Regions from separate parts of the Ctenopharyngodon idella genome. Here region 2 is linked to region 1. The links are chromatin contacts, called in public Hi-C maps. All regions are on one chromosome and are shown on one strand. The core of a region is the stretch at or near the end of the contact, and the rest is flanking DNA. Distances in the headings are between cores, read along the strand shown. Region 1 holds the start of parvab (parvin, alpha b). Region 2 holds the start of rassf10b (Ras association domain family member 10b).

What was found. Hi-C and Micro-C count contacts between places; a contact is called where the count stands out from the background.
Region 2: a contact with region 1 is called in a Hi-C map of muscle, with 8 times the contacts expected there. The contact joins the promoter of rassf10b here to the promoter of parvab in region 1. A contact is called at or near these places in 2 of 2 Hi-C or Micro-C datasets (both in muscle).

The regions. Positions count from the first base shown.
Region 1 is chr7:45,521,272-45,529,054 of HZGC01, forward strand. It overlaps parvab (parvin, alpha b), which reads left to right and starts at 3,445. Exons shown (of 13, transcript XM_051900832.1): 1 at 3,445-3,571.
Region 2 is chr7:45,655,007-45,662,789 of HZGC01, forward strand. It overlaps rassf10b (Ras association domain family member 10b), which reads left to right and starts at 5,128. Exons shown (of 1, transcript XM_051900008.1): 1 at 5,128-7,783. The coding sequence starts at 5,410. The coding sequence ends at 6,759.

The DNA.
Region 1 (7,783 bases), core at 2,195-4,694:
TCAAATGCTAATTGCCTTGTCAGTCTTATATATGGTTAGTTGGTGACCCGTGTATCACTGAACAGAAGAACAGTGATACTCAGTAATGTAGGTCAGGTGATTCTGATCTTTTAGATGCCACGGATCCCCAAATATGGTTGTCCTCATGCAAGGGACCCTCATCCGAAAAATTAAAAGACTGTTATATATTTTCAAGTATAAAGACACAATTAATACAGTGGAAAATGACTATATGGCTGGCTTAAAATGACCAATTAAAAATCAGACACATAATTACTAGAGGCAACAATAATACTCAAAAGGTGAACATTTATTAATAAGCAATTTAATACATGTTTATTGTTGAATTATTATTCATTAAAATTATTAATAAATGTTTATTTATTAAACATATTAATAAATGTTAATTTCCAACATACTTTGGGTTCATTTTAAGCAGGCAATACAGTCATTTTTAAACAATAGTTGAATAAATAAAACTACCCAGCAGGTTAGGCAAACATTTAACCCAACTGATGGGTTATAACAACCCAAATGCTGTGTTTGTCCATTTTCAACCCAACTTGGGTTGTTTTAACCCCAGTGTTATAAACATATATCAGTGTATCTGTGCACGCGAGTGTCTGCAGACAGTTATGACCACTAGAGGGCGATTTTGACCACCATAAACTACAAAATGTGTCTGTTGCTAATGTTTACTGCTGTTTAGCAAGTCTACTTCAAAGATAAACCTGTTGTGTTTGCTTGCTTGTTTGATTTAAATTGTATTTTAGGTTTTCTTTTGTTTTGTTTTTGCTGCTGCTCAGCTTTTTTATGCCACAAAGAAACTTTATTGTGAGGCTGGTTTCTGCAAAAGAGAAGCAGGCATACGATACACAATACTGTACGATACACAAGATTAGCCTACATGTTACATTTTTGCAAGTAAGAATTTGTGTAAATTTTGTACAAACCGAACATCAAAGTCTGAAGCATTTATCCATAACATCACAAACAAATATTAGACTTTGTGTTCTAGTATCCCTTCAGAAAACTGACGAAACAAATAAAAGTGAACGCAGCTGAGGCATATCTATAGCCCTTTCTGAACTGAGCAGATAAGACGGAGAAGAAGCAGACGTTCCAAAGCAGAAGGTTATCTCTTTATGCCATCCACACAATGAAAAGGTTAATGTTGTTCATGAACATCTCACTACTGATGCTCCTTGTCAACATATGAATATAGACATGTCAAAATGTCAAAACTGAAATGCTTGTTTTGGTTTCTTACTATTTCCTTTTTTCCTTCTACTTCTCTGCTGCTTTGTTTATCTAGTCATCTAATTCATTCTTTCTTTCTTTACCTTTTTTGATGCCCCCATTTCTTATGTAATTTTGCCTGGGCTCAGTTCTCTACACCAGATTGCGTACGCTACGGATTGGTTTCATGTCTTTCCACCAACATGTGCTAGTCAATTCAATTATGTGATATGGGGGCATACGTTACAGAACCATTTAAAACAGAACACTCTTTGCTTACGCAATTCCTGAAAATAGATATCCAGTTGAAAAGCATTTAGCCCAATAATGTTGGGCAGATGATCTCTTTTGCTTTGGATAAGTGGTGTGTGAGTCGTGCAGCATTACATGCCTGGAGACTGGAGAGAAAAAAGGTCAACAATACAGAATTATACAAGCTCTGGGACTTTTTATCACTATGTGTATATTTGTGAATTATGTATTTTTGAGTGTGTTTTCCAGCTGCACAGCTGTCCTTTAAAACAAAAGTTCACCCGAAAATGAAAATTATTTTCTCACTTTTATGCTGTTCCGAACATTGATGACATGCTTCTGCAGTAAAACACAAAAAGATAAGGATTTTTGTTTTGTTTTGTTTTGTATAAAATATGTCTTTTCAGTACAGTGAAAGCAAATGTGCAAATGCTCCAGAGCTTTAAGAATGGCAAAAAAAAAAAATAAAAAAAAAAAAATAAAAAAAAAAAAATATATATATATATATTTAAATATTTTCTATTTTCATTTTACATTTAGTTAAACTTTTAGTAATTTTGTGTGTTTTAGTCTTATTGTTTTGTACATCATTTTTATTAATTTTATTTCAGTTTTAGTTATTTGTGTTCATATTGAATATGTTGATGTGAATGAGATTTGAAAACCATAGAGATTTTCAATGAATAACAACTTTAATTTCGGTCTGTATCATGGTTATTATAGGTACCTAAAAAAGTTCTCATTTTAAACTTTTTGCCAAGGCAACATTTCTTATTTTCATTTAGTTTATCTTGATTTACTAAAATGAGATTCGACAGTTACGTTGGAAGTGATTTCAATGAATAACCAGTGAAGTTTGGGTCTTTTTCAGACAAAGACTTGGATTATAGTGCATGAGTCTATAAAAGGACTATTTCAAGGGTCTTCAACCGGGGGTCCGCCGATTAATGTTTGATCACAAATATTTACAGCGGCTGCGTCCGAAATCGCATACTTCCCTACTATATAGTATGCGAAAAACAGTATGCGAGGCGAGTAGTATGTCCGAATTCATAGTATTCGAAAAACAGTCGGCGAGAAGTACCCGGATGACCTACTGCTTCCGACCCGAATTCTGTAGTAGGCATACGATGGACGCTGTGCTATCGGAGACGTTCGTTGTTAAGCAGTTTAATGAGATTAGAAAACTTAATGGACAGCAACATTCAGGCGGCAGTAGATTGTAGGGCTCACAGTTTGTAAATGTTATGTAAATATATATATATATATATATATATATATTTTTTTTTTTTTTCTAGAATATGTATATACTCTTTATTATTACCATTGTATTTATTTATGTATATATTGTATATAATATTTAGGCTATGTATATGTTGTGTGTATTTCTCTCTCCCTCTCTGTCTATATCTATCTACACATTATTTATTTATATATATGTTTTCAAGTTTATTGATTCATGTGTCTTTTATTTCTCTTGTGTATTTTTATATGCGTTCATTTATAACAACTTAATTTCGTTGCTCAAAATCAGCCTCTGTCATGATGTTCACAGACATGTCTTTTTATTCTGAGGTAAAATTTGCTAGCTAAATAGGTGATTATACTTTGACAAACAAGCTGTTGACGAAAGCGTGATCTGCGAGCAGCTGCCCGACGATTCCTTTGAGCTGTTGATTGAATCGACGATAAAACAAAAATGAAAGCGGTAAGCATTAATAAAAACATTGCCGATGAAAGCGGAGTAGAGCGGGCCCTTTAAATTTTCGCGCTGTTGTGACGACGCATGACACGTGACAACATTAACTTGGCGGATGTAGTACGTCCGAATTCCATTCATACTACCCATATTCATACTATATAAAACGTACTTTTTTAACGGTCGGGGAGTACGTTCAAATTCAAATGTAGTACGCGATTTCGGACGCATCCAGCGTGTTTTTGCAGCGGTTCTAGAATGCAACGCCCAATCAGAGGTGTAAGTTAGAATCCACTCACCGCTCAAAACGCCGGAGTTTTTGTTCAGTGATGAGTTCTGCTCGCTTTCGCGAATCCTCTCATTAACAAAGAAAGGCACGATGTAAGTAAGATATTAATTATGCAGTATACAACTTTATTGATTAATGGAATGTCGTGAGATCGCGAACTGAGATGAGTGACAGCTTTTAGTGATTGTAAAGTGAGCGCTTTCGAAGCTATATAGCTATAATCCATTGAATAAAAGTATTGTTTTTCATGCTGCTAAGAGGACCGATGACCAATTGACCCTTCGCTGGGAGTTTGATTGACAAGCTATCTAACCAATCATAACGCCGAATCCGCCATTTTGTCCGACAAAGCAGTCCGGAGTTAACGTTAGAAGATTAACCTCTGTGGACTTGAAAAATGATGTGTAGCTACTGACTTTTTTTCGCGTTTGAAACGACATTCCTTCTCATGTTCATTGTTTATTTGCTGCTATAAATTAACTAGTAGAAGAGATGATCGGTTCACGAGCCGCCTGATCTGAGGCGCTATAGCGATCTGTCACGACACATTAAAGAGCCACAAAACGGGTTTTATTGTACAAATTTCTTAAAAAATGACACAATTTGAAAGCTGGGACTTTGTTTAATATAATAAGTAACCTGCTCTGTCTTGTCTGCCGACGTGTTGTCAGTTTCCTCTTTGCTCCGCGATGTATTTTTCACGCTGTGTGGCGTGACAGCGCCATGGCTTGCCGGACAAAGCAACTGTAACTAAGGGGGGCGGGTCTTTGCGAAGGGTTAATTAGCCTAACATCTACATATAAATGCAGGATTCACTATCGAAATTGCAATTAATATAGTGATACTAGCCAAAATAACAGTAGATAAATATGAATATTTACTAATGAACCATGCTGAAAATCAGCCTATTTGAAGAATATTGTTAGCTGATGCTAACTGGCTAGCTAACTAGCTAGCTAGCTGATGCGATCTCGAGGTAATTTTTAAATATAAAATCCAGATATTTTATCAACCACCTAGTTAGATTACATTTGATGGAAAAACAAAGTATGTGGTGTTCAGAACATGGTAACTACGGTAATTATGACAGTGGGAAGCGATGCCCCCTGGGGGCGTTTTACCCCACAGACTAGGTTTGACAAAAAAAAAAAGTCATTCTAAAAATATAATTGTTTTCCTTAAATAACATGTACTCTCTAACTACAGGCCTTACTATTCTCATATCATATATAACTGTGATGTTCAGCAAAACAACAAGCTTTAAATCACTTTTTTTCTTACTGACAAGAATTAGATCACTTACCGCCAAAAATTAGATCACTTACTGTAAAATCCATTTTCTCTCAGGTACATCGCCAGTGTAAGCTTCAGAGTGAATACTTCTACATCACTCTTGTCAACTTAGTTCATAGCAACAACAAAAGTGTATCGACTTTATCTGGTGGTTATTTTGGGAAAAACAGTAGGGGGGCATTTTACCCCAAGGGGGCGTTTTCCCCCACTCTACCCCTACTAGAAAAATATTCGTACAAATATATTTTTTTAAATTCCATTCCAATTATTTGCAAAAGTAATGACTTGTAAATAATCTTAAATGTCTCTCTGTACATTGCTATTCTTGTTATGGTGGTGCCGTTGCGTTCACATTACATCTGCACTTTACTGGAGAACCCTCTCTAATTTCAGATACTCACTGATTTGATTCTTAATTGACCATCTCACAGTAAAATTAAAATGCTAAATTTTAGTAAACGTTAAGCTAAAGTTCAAGAAAATGTTTATCTGATTAATAAAAGAAGTATGACTCATTTAAAATAATTTACAATAACTGCAAACAACTAAAGAATTGTGATTTTTATTGCAACATGTTGTTTATTATGATGCATAAATATCAATTTTAACAATGAAAAGTAATATAGACAGTGATGCATGTGGAACAACAATAATGTGCATAGTTCTGATCTACTGTCTTAACATGATATAACATATTCTTAATCATAATATAATTAGTTTCTATTAATATTGAAGGCTATATGCTTAATATGTAGCTCTGTTTGACACATTTTGTATCGGGGGTTCCTGCTCCATGTCTCTATTGCCTAAAGGGTCCTTGCCCTGAAAAACATTGAAGACTCTTGGACTATATTTATGAACTATACTTATTTTTTGCAGTGTTGGAACTCAACAGCATATATTCCCTTTCGATTTTATCGCATGGAAAAAAGCAGCATTAACATTCTGCCTAATATCTCCTATTGTGTTCCACAGACGAATGGGTGGTGAGTATATAAAAGATGATAGAAATGTTACTTTTGAGTGAATTCTTTCTTATAATAGGTTGTCAAAAATCTGATCTGAACACTTTACTCTCATTTCATGCTCCACACAGGAACATGCTGTTAGTTCAGACTAGCTCAGCTAGAGCACAGCATTCAGGGACTTTGTCTGGGAACTCTGGAGTTGACCTTGAGGCCCAGCGGATATTTCCGTGTAGTGCTTTTCCACAGCAGGCGTAGATGGCACAGACCCAAAGAGGGAGAGAGAGAGAGACTGTAGTGTCAGGAGGTAAAGGAGGGGGGTATTTTTCTGTTCCTGACCTGGGCCAGAGTGACCTCAGCAGGGATGCTGTGAGAGGCTCTGCGGCGGCCGGAAGCCATAAGCCAGGATGTGAGTGGAGGCAGAGGAGAGGAGAGCAGAGCACTAACCCTCCTCTCTCTGGTGAGCTGCTCTGACTGCGCGACTCTGCAGGATCCCACTGAAGTGGAGGGAGAAAATAGCAGATCAAACACATCTACAAAGGCCTCTGGAGGAAACAAAAATACAGTGTTTCAAACATACCAATCATATCCTACAGCTCTCTCAAAGACTGGACGTTTCAATGGTCTAATCTCGTTCTTTAAGGTGCGAAAGGCGTTGGCGAAAAGCTGTTATTCTTACAGACTATAAATTTATACATTTAAAAATATTTGATCAGACATGTTGGTTTTAACTATTCTGAAGAATATGTGTGCAGTGTTTGTCCATGCAAAACTTGCATACCCAGCTAACAGGGAATGTTTTAAGAACTTCTCTAATGTTCTGACAAGTTTCTTCTCTCAAAGTTAACAGAACATTATCTGGTCTTTAATAATGTTCTCAAATCGTCAGCACTAAAACATTATTTTTGAACATTCAGAATTAACGTTTCATAACTTAATGACAATTTTAGCAAAACTTTCTTAGAACATGGCCTACAAAGTTCTGTCATGAAACTCTAGATGGTGCAGGCTGATATGTCCTTAACTCAATCTGCTTGCAATCACATCATTCTCTATATTCTCATCATTCTCTTCAAATACTTGGCTAGCATTTGCTGTAGCAGTGGAGTGCGTGTTCTGAAACCCTCCACCTTCCCCAGCTCCACCTGTATAGATCTGCTACGGGTAATTCATGTATTGTACAGCAGCAGCATGTCTTTCTTGCTCACAGCAGTGTGTCTCATATGTATTGGCAGTAGCAAGTCCTGTACCTGCTCTACAGCAGCATCAGCAATAACAGCAGCAGCAGCGAAAACATTGCTATATATCCAAATTGTTGTTATTGTGTATTCATTACTTCCATGACCTCATTGTTTCTACCTTAAATTAATATATTGCTTAAATAAATATACCTTGTTACATTGTGTGATTTGTATATGTACATTTCTGAAATTACATAATTTGGACACAGTCACCTCTGATAACAGATTACTCTAAACTGTAATGTTGACATGCATTTTCTGTAAAGCAGCTTTGTAACGATACGTATTGTGAAAAGCGCTATACAAATAAATGTGAATTGAATTAAATCAATAACAGCAGCAGCATCAGCAATAACAGCAGCAACAATATCAGCAGCAGCAGCAACAGTAATAACAGCAATAACCAGCAGAAATAACAGCAGCAGCATTAAAAGCAGCAGTAGCAATAACAGCAGCAGAGTAGCAGATTTATTCCACCAAGACCAAACATGTCAAAACTGTCATATCCATTTCCATGCCAAACACTCTGAGAGTTGTCATGACAGTATTTTTCTTAGCTGGTAGGCAGTTCAGGGTGGTTACTATGGCATTGCTTGGCAGTTTCTATGGTTTTTGGGTGGTTGTTAAGTGGCCTCTAAGTCTAAAGAGCACAGTCTGTGATTTTGTGATATGATTTGCGATAGGAAGTCTAATATACAATATATTTTGTTTTATTTTCTGATTACATCATTCATTCATTAGTAACACCTTAAAATAAATACATTTTACGTGAAGGCGTTAGGCATCATGAGCTAACAATGAACAT
Region 2 (7,783 bases), core at 3,878-6,377, 140 kb after region 1:
TGTGCATAATTTAAACGCATAAAAATGTCTATTTTAATGCATATTTGAAAGCTGTAGGCATTAATATGTATGGCCCTTTCGTGCACTACATGTAGTTAAAGTAATAGCAGTGAACACTAGGGGCGGTATTTTACAGGTATTACATTTTTTTAAAATTGCTTACACACTAAAAGTGGTGCTCAGTGAAACCATTCACTCATGTAACTAATTTTCAGACATAGTCTTACACTCAGTTTGCAATTGTAAAACAGCATTTTTGCAAAATGCTAAACACGGTTCTCTGCATTAGACACTCAGATCTACAGCTCGTTTCATTTTGTCATTTAAATGCCACACTAATTTACCGATTACCTGCACCCACTGATCATGTGTGAAAACACATAATTTGTTCACTTAGAAACCAAAACTCAATGTTCTGAGAAACAAATCTACATTTTTCACCCTTGCATTTCCATTTACAGTTTTTTTTTTTTACAATTGCTTAAGCACAATTTTAAAAACAAGGCTCATTTTGTCAAAACACTACACACAATTCACAGATCCACACACACAAGTAGCAGAACACCAAAATGAAACACTTCATTCAAAACTTTACATTAATTTAACAAAACCCAACTTTGACACCGTATGGAGCACACATGGTTCAAACATTCTGATTCTGTTTGATTCATTTACACACTGCTGTGCTCAATCTTAAACACTTTAACTTTTATACTTTTCTAATGATATAGTCTGGGTTTGATTTTTTTTTTTTTTTTTCTCAGAGATATTGTTAGAGTAAAGTACATGAATATGTTGAAAAAAAAAAAAAACACACAAGATCAGTACTGCACACTGATGAAAATATTTATTTCTCACCACTTTGTAAAACCATTCAATACATCCATGCCTTTCCAAAGGTTACATTTTACACTGAAAATCAGGACATATTCTAAATACAATATATTACACAATCAGAAACATTTGTGGAGACAAAACAAAAGCATGACTTTAAATGAAAAAAAAAAAAATAGAAAAAACACCTAAGCATCATCTCTTGGCCTAGCTGGATCTGGCAATAGCACTTCATCCACATCACAGGTGATGTCCTCTCACGCAAGACAGCGAGGGAAGAATCTTCTTGAATCCATCCTTGCACAGACCCTTCATCAATTAGGTCAGGCCTTCTCCATGGCTTGAATGAGGGATATCCTGACATAGGGCTGGAGATAGTAAACCTGCCATGCCAAAAAAAAAAAAAAAAAAAAACTCCTCAATGGGTTTAAGGAAGGGACAGTATGGTGGGAGGTACTGGAGTGAAAATTGTGGACGCTTCTGAAACCAGGTTTGGACCAGAGCAGATAGGTGGAAATATACATTGTCCCATATGACAATGTATCCATTTGGTCTCCTGCTGTGATGATTTTGTGTAGTCTTTCTAAAATGTGAATATGTGGGCCGTGTTGTAAGGGCCTAAGTTGTCATGCTTGTGATGTTAACACTACGTTGGCCCGGGACATTCAAAATAGCTCTGTGGCCAATGATTTTTCTCCCTCTGCCTCTTACTGCAACATTGCCTTCCATTTTATTGAAGACACAAACTCACCTTTTGCCTTTTTTTAGTACTTGCATCTGATTGTTGAGTTTACAGTTAAGCACCTAAGTGTCTGAACACCTGACGGCCATGTTTGATCAATTGGTTTATAGGGGTGGTATTTTGGAAAGCAGTGTCTTGAAATGGCGAAGAAGTGACATGTTAGATTTCTGTGTCTAATGTAGAGTGTTTAGTGTTTTGCAAAAAGTGTGAGGCTGGGAATGTGCTTATAGTTGTGCAGATCTGGGTTAAGGTTTTGCTCCTTGAGTGTAAGGTTTCAGTAAGTGTTATTTTTAGTGTGTAAGCAATCGTAAAAAACTGTATTTTGTAAATATATACTGAATATGTGTCAAGTCACCTTTATTTCTATAGCGCTTTATACAATTCAGATTTTCAAAGCAGCTTCACAACATATTCAAATTCTAACAAGCCATTAGTGTCATTATTCAGCTCAAGTCAGATCAGTGTTGATTCAGTTCAGTTCAGTTCACACTCAACAAGCAAAAGACACAATAGAGTAGTGTTTTTCTTTTTCTTTTTTCTTCTTTTTTTTTACATCTGTGTGTAGTTTGTTGTGTATATGGCTAATAAATTGATGGTTTGAGTGTAGAGTTACTATGCAAAAACACCATTTGTAAAAAAGTAGTTTTGAATGAAGTGTTTGCGTTTGCTATAGATGTGTGACGTTTTGCATGTTGTGTGCATGTTTTGTGGTTTTGTGTGTAGAGCCATAGTTTTGGAAATTATGTGTAAAGCTGTAATTGTGAATGTTGCAGTAATGAGAGTGAACAGCAGGTGTCACTGCAGGATCGTTCTCAGGAAGCGGTTAAACTTTTTTTTTTTTTTTTTTTTTATATGAAGAGATGAAGTTTTAAAACATACTTTTACAATGATCATGCAGTTCGCTTTATTACAAGGATTATGGTCCTTTAATCTTAATTAGATCTGGTTTGACCCTAAATTCGAATTTCTTTTACCAACAAATAAAATATGAGCATATAAACTCATTGTACAGTTTACAGTTAGGCTATTCATTTGCTTACAGGATAAACAGGTGTTTGTGTTGTGATTCTCAGTGCAGCAGCATGTTTTAAGTACTCCAAGCTTGAAGAAGCAAATACCCCAACTTAGATTTGGCCTTCGAGATTAAAACAACACAAAAATGCAAATACTAAAATAATTTAGCAGACAAACTGTCCTTCACAAGGTTTGTTTCAGGCATGTTCAGCAGTAACTCTGTTCAGAAGGCAGGCGTTTGTGAACCAGAGAGAGGCTGCTTGTTTCTATTGTTTTGGAAACTGCAGGTTAAAGATGCACTCAGGTTAAAGGTGAATAGTACTTTAAATCATGTCCACTCACATGAGATGACTCCAGTCATAGCCTGATAAAAGCTGATTTATTGTACCTAGAGATGTGCCTTATGGGGACATACTGATATCACATGACCAGCCAAATACATCTTTAGTCTCTGTAAACCTCCTGTTATCCACTATTTTCTCACAGAATAAAAGCATGTGTAACACTTTACAATAAGGTTAATACAAATAGTAAACATGAACTAACAAGGAAAATGCTCTGAAGCATATAGGCCTAGGCTGTATTAACATTATTTTATCTTAATCTCAACATTTACTTATACATTATTAAAAACATAAGTTGTATCTGTTAATAAAGGACTTGAGCAACATGAAAAGTTGCATAAATACTGAAAGAAAATGTATTGCTTATTGTTGACCATGAAATCAAAATGAACCGTTCTTATTGTATATTGCAGTATTTATTATAAATGATTTATCTGTGCATTACTGTTTTTGTCTTTTTTTTTTCTTTTTTTTTCAATTCATATGCCTTTGTAATCTTTGTATTCTCTGATGACGTGTTTACTGGCGCGAGGGCGGGGCGACCTGTCACTTACATGAGATCCACCAATAGCAAACCACAAACATCCAATCAATTCCCAGTGGATAAAATGAAGTCCCGCCCTACATTTTTTCTTCTTCGAGAAGCCGTTTCACTCGGATATATGTCACAAAATGATACTGGTCATTGCATCATAAAAAATTATGCAAAATAATTAATAACAACCAAAACAAAATAATAATTAGGCTATAAAATGAATATATGTGTTTTTATGGAAACTTAGGGTATTTGTTCAATAAAAAATAAAAAAAAGGAAATGAATCCCAAGTGAGTTTCACAAAAGTCAATATTACATATGACTGTGATAAATTAATATGATTATCCTGTGAAATGATATATGAATTCCCTGAGTTTATCATTCATTTTTGTGTCAACAATCAAAACAACTTATCAGATCCTTCATCTTTTATCCAGTGTTTTCATTTCCTTGCTTCATTTTTTGTTTTACTTAAATGTTTTTTATTAAATATTTTAAATAGAGATTTTTATTTTATGCCATCTAAATAGAAGTGCACACCATACCTATCTTATAAACCTATACATAATATATGGGCTATTCTACAGAATTGGTGCAAACTGCTGTCTCACAACCAAAAAACACATTTAAAAAGCATTTAAGTATTCAAATTTTAGATGCTTACTAAGATCCTACAAAGAATTATTTTATATTTTATTTTTAAATCATGAAACTTTATGTAAAAAATGTGTCCCGCATTTTCATGTCACCGAAACAATGTATGTTTTCGTTTTTTTTGGGTGTTATTCCATAAAATGTAGTTTTGATGTGTGTACAACTGTTCAGAACTGTGCTAGCTAACCATTACTGGCATCTTTGAGCTAGGCTCAGAAATATCTAGAATAGTATCTCTGATTAGTATCTAAAATTGTCACTACCGAAACAGTCATGACCAAAACATGTCATCATTGTTTTGGTAGTGACAAAAGGGGACACATAATTGTTTATTTGGGGGAAATTAACAAAATTTTAGTACAGTTATGCAAATCATAAGTATTTTAGTATGTTTTAGTATGTGAGTTAAAATCCTGTAATGTGATGTGGTCACTACCGACACATTACTGTCACTACCGAAAATGTGCAGTCACGACCGAAACATGGGAAGTTTTGTCAAATATAAAGTATATTGAATTATCAACTAAGATGTTATTATAGTGTTTGGTTCAATGTATATTCAAACTAATGAGTAGTAACAATAAACTTTATGCCTTTTACAAAGAAAGATTGGATTCAAAATACAACAAATCTCATAATTTACACATGAAATATTGTTAAAATTGTAACTGTTATTGATTTACCTGTGAAAACTTTTTTTAAAAATGGCAAATATATATATATATATATATATATATATTCACAAGGTACATGTCATAAAATTTTAACAGCTCAATGTAATTAAATGATTTATTATTGTGTTTCGGTAGTGACACATTTGGGGAGAGGAAAAATATTCCAAAACTTTCTAAAAAATACAATATGAGAATTAACAGCACAATTACTAGAAATGTGTACCTTGGATATTATACAATTTGCATACATACAAAATTTGTGGAAAAAGACTCAAGTCTGTAGAATGGCTCATATAGGCTAGAGAGAGTGGCAGCGGTGTAGGTCATGTGATCAGTGTAGTGCACTCGCAGCAGCGCTGTCCCGTCTGCTCTCATTCACCACAGAGACTGAGAGACACACATGAGGGCTGCCAAACCTGACAACTCTGGAGCATGAGGAACTCTTTAATTCGTTTACGGACCGAAACAACATTTTTTTTTTTTTTTTCAACAGTGTGGATTAACCCTTGACATCTCATACAATATTTCTATTTCATAATAGTTTTCACTTCACCTGAATAATTTCCTGCACCAGGAAACTTTTACTGGGACATTAACTATCAGTCTGCGAGATGGAGGCAGAGGAGAGTAAAATTTCAGTGTGGGTTTGTCGCGAGGAGAAGCTCGTGTCGGGCTTGTCGAAACGCACGACCTGCGCAGATGTGATCGGGGTTTTACTGGAGGAGCAGAACCTGGAGCCGCGCGTGTCTCTCTCGGGGTCTCCTCAGTCCTACTGCATCGTGGAGAAGTGGAGAGGGTTCGAAAGGATTTTACCGAACAAGACCAAGATCCTGCGACTGTGGGGCGCGTGGGGAGAGGAACAAGAAAACGTCCAGTTCGTGCTGGTGAAAAACGAGGCATCTCTCCCGAGCAACGGGCCGCGGAGCGCAGAGGCGCGCGTCGTTCTCAGCAAGGAGAGCCCGTGTGTCTACAAGGGGACCGCAAGAGTGACCATGGCTCTGTCACAGGAGAAACAAAGACGGATAGTAAGGAAAGCGTTCAGAAAATTGGATAAAATCAACAAGAAAAGAGCTCAGGCTGCATCCAAGGACGCATCATGTATGGAGAAGATGGAGACCCTTGTGCACCTGGTCATTTCTCAAGATCACACCATCCGCCAGCAGATTCAGAGGATAAAAGAGCTCGACAGGGAAATCGACAGGTATGAGGCTAAAGTTCATTTTGATAGAATGAAGATGCACGGGATCAACTATGTTCAGGATACGTATTTAGTGGACGCCAACCCTGATAAAGTTGGTGAGGGGGACAAAACCAGCCCTGAAGAAGCTCTCGCACAGTTTGAGGAATACGCTCAGAGATGCGAGGAGGTCATCAAACTGCAAGAAGAGCTGGCTGAGCACGAGGCCCTCATGGAGAGCATCACAACTGAGATACAAGAGGAACTCAACCAGAGATGGATGAAAAGAAGGCACGAGGAACTCGCGAATAAAGACGCTGAAACCACTTCTCAAGAAGCGGTCCCAACTCAAGAAAATGATGCAGGATCTTCAGCGGTGGATGACGGCGACTTGCTTTTGGAAGAGGAGAGGATCAGGACCCAACTCGACACCAGCTTGTACATCGGTCTGCGGCTGAACACCGACTTGGAGGCTATAAGGAACGATTTGGACTTGACCGAGGAGATATGGGGGGCAAAAGAGAAAGAACTAATGGATTTAATGGAGAAAGTGAACTCTCTGGATTTGGAGGAGGACAGTGCAGACAATGCGGAGCTGAAAGAGGAAAACACAATAGAAGCAGACAGATTGATGCCTCTCGAGGGGGACAGTAGTGTGTGGGTGGAACAGGCAAGAGGGCTTTCAAAAACATGTGACGTGAATGATGACGACTCAGATACGGGACTCAGTTCAATGCACAGTCAAGACTCAGATATCACACCCGTCTGTGAGTCTTTAGTGTGAAAAGCATTCATATTGTCCCTGGCTGAATCACTGAAATGAACAACACAACACTGGCACAGTTTTTACATTTTCAGTGCTGGGAAAGTAAGAAAAGTACTTTCCTGCAAATCAAAATGATCATAACTATGCACTTATTGAGCATCCTTGGTCAGTTTATTCATTTCTTTTTATGTTGATGTCTACAAGAATCAGTGTTAATTTCATCTAGACATGAATTGGTAACTTTGCGAAACACATGCAGGATTGAAATCTCTTTAAATGTGGTTGGATTTTTTTTTCTGCACAAGACAACATTTTAAGCAAGTGTGATGGACACGTTCCAGCACTGTAAAAATCAATTTTACATTGCAGAATGGTTTATGAATTATGATTACCCTAGTGAAAAAAAGTGCTAAATTGTATTTGAAATACATTTATTTTGTGCTAAGTATATTACAAATACATTTACATATTTATGTGCTTAATAAAAATACCCTGCAATTGTACTTTTGGTATACTAAACTAGTATACTTAAAGTCTGCTAAATTGGAACAACTAATTTTGTACTTAATGCACTTTAATTGTGTGGAAGTAGTGCTGAGGTCCAACTAAACATAGACTGAAGTATATCTGATTGTGCTGAAGTGGAGCTATTGCAAGAATACTTTAAATATCTTGCATTTAAAGAATGATATTATACAAAGATCATTCAGTCCTTATTAATAGTGACATTAAAACACATTCTAGGCATAATATTAAGAAATGTGAAATACTCCAAATAAAGTTTAATTATAATTTTATATCAGTAAGTCTTAAGTGATATGTCAATAAATATGTTAATGAATTTGAAGTATACTTTGTATGAAATAAATGTATTTTAAATAGATTTTGCTATAGTTATTTTTGTTTACTAGGGTAGTTATATAAAGCTGAAGTGTGTGATATCTCTGCATCCTCTAATGTAATTTCCGAAATAGTTTTCAGACGGATTTGAATGTTGGAAATATTAAAGTAGATGTTTTGCCAGTGCAGAAGCATGAAATAA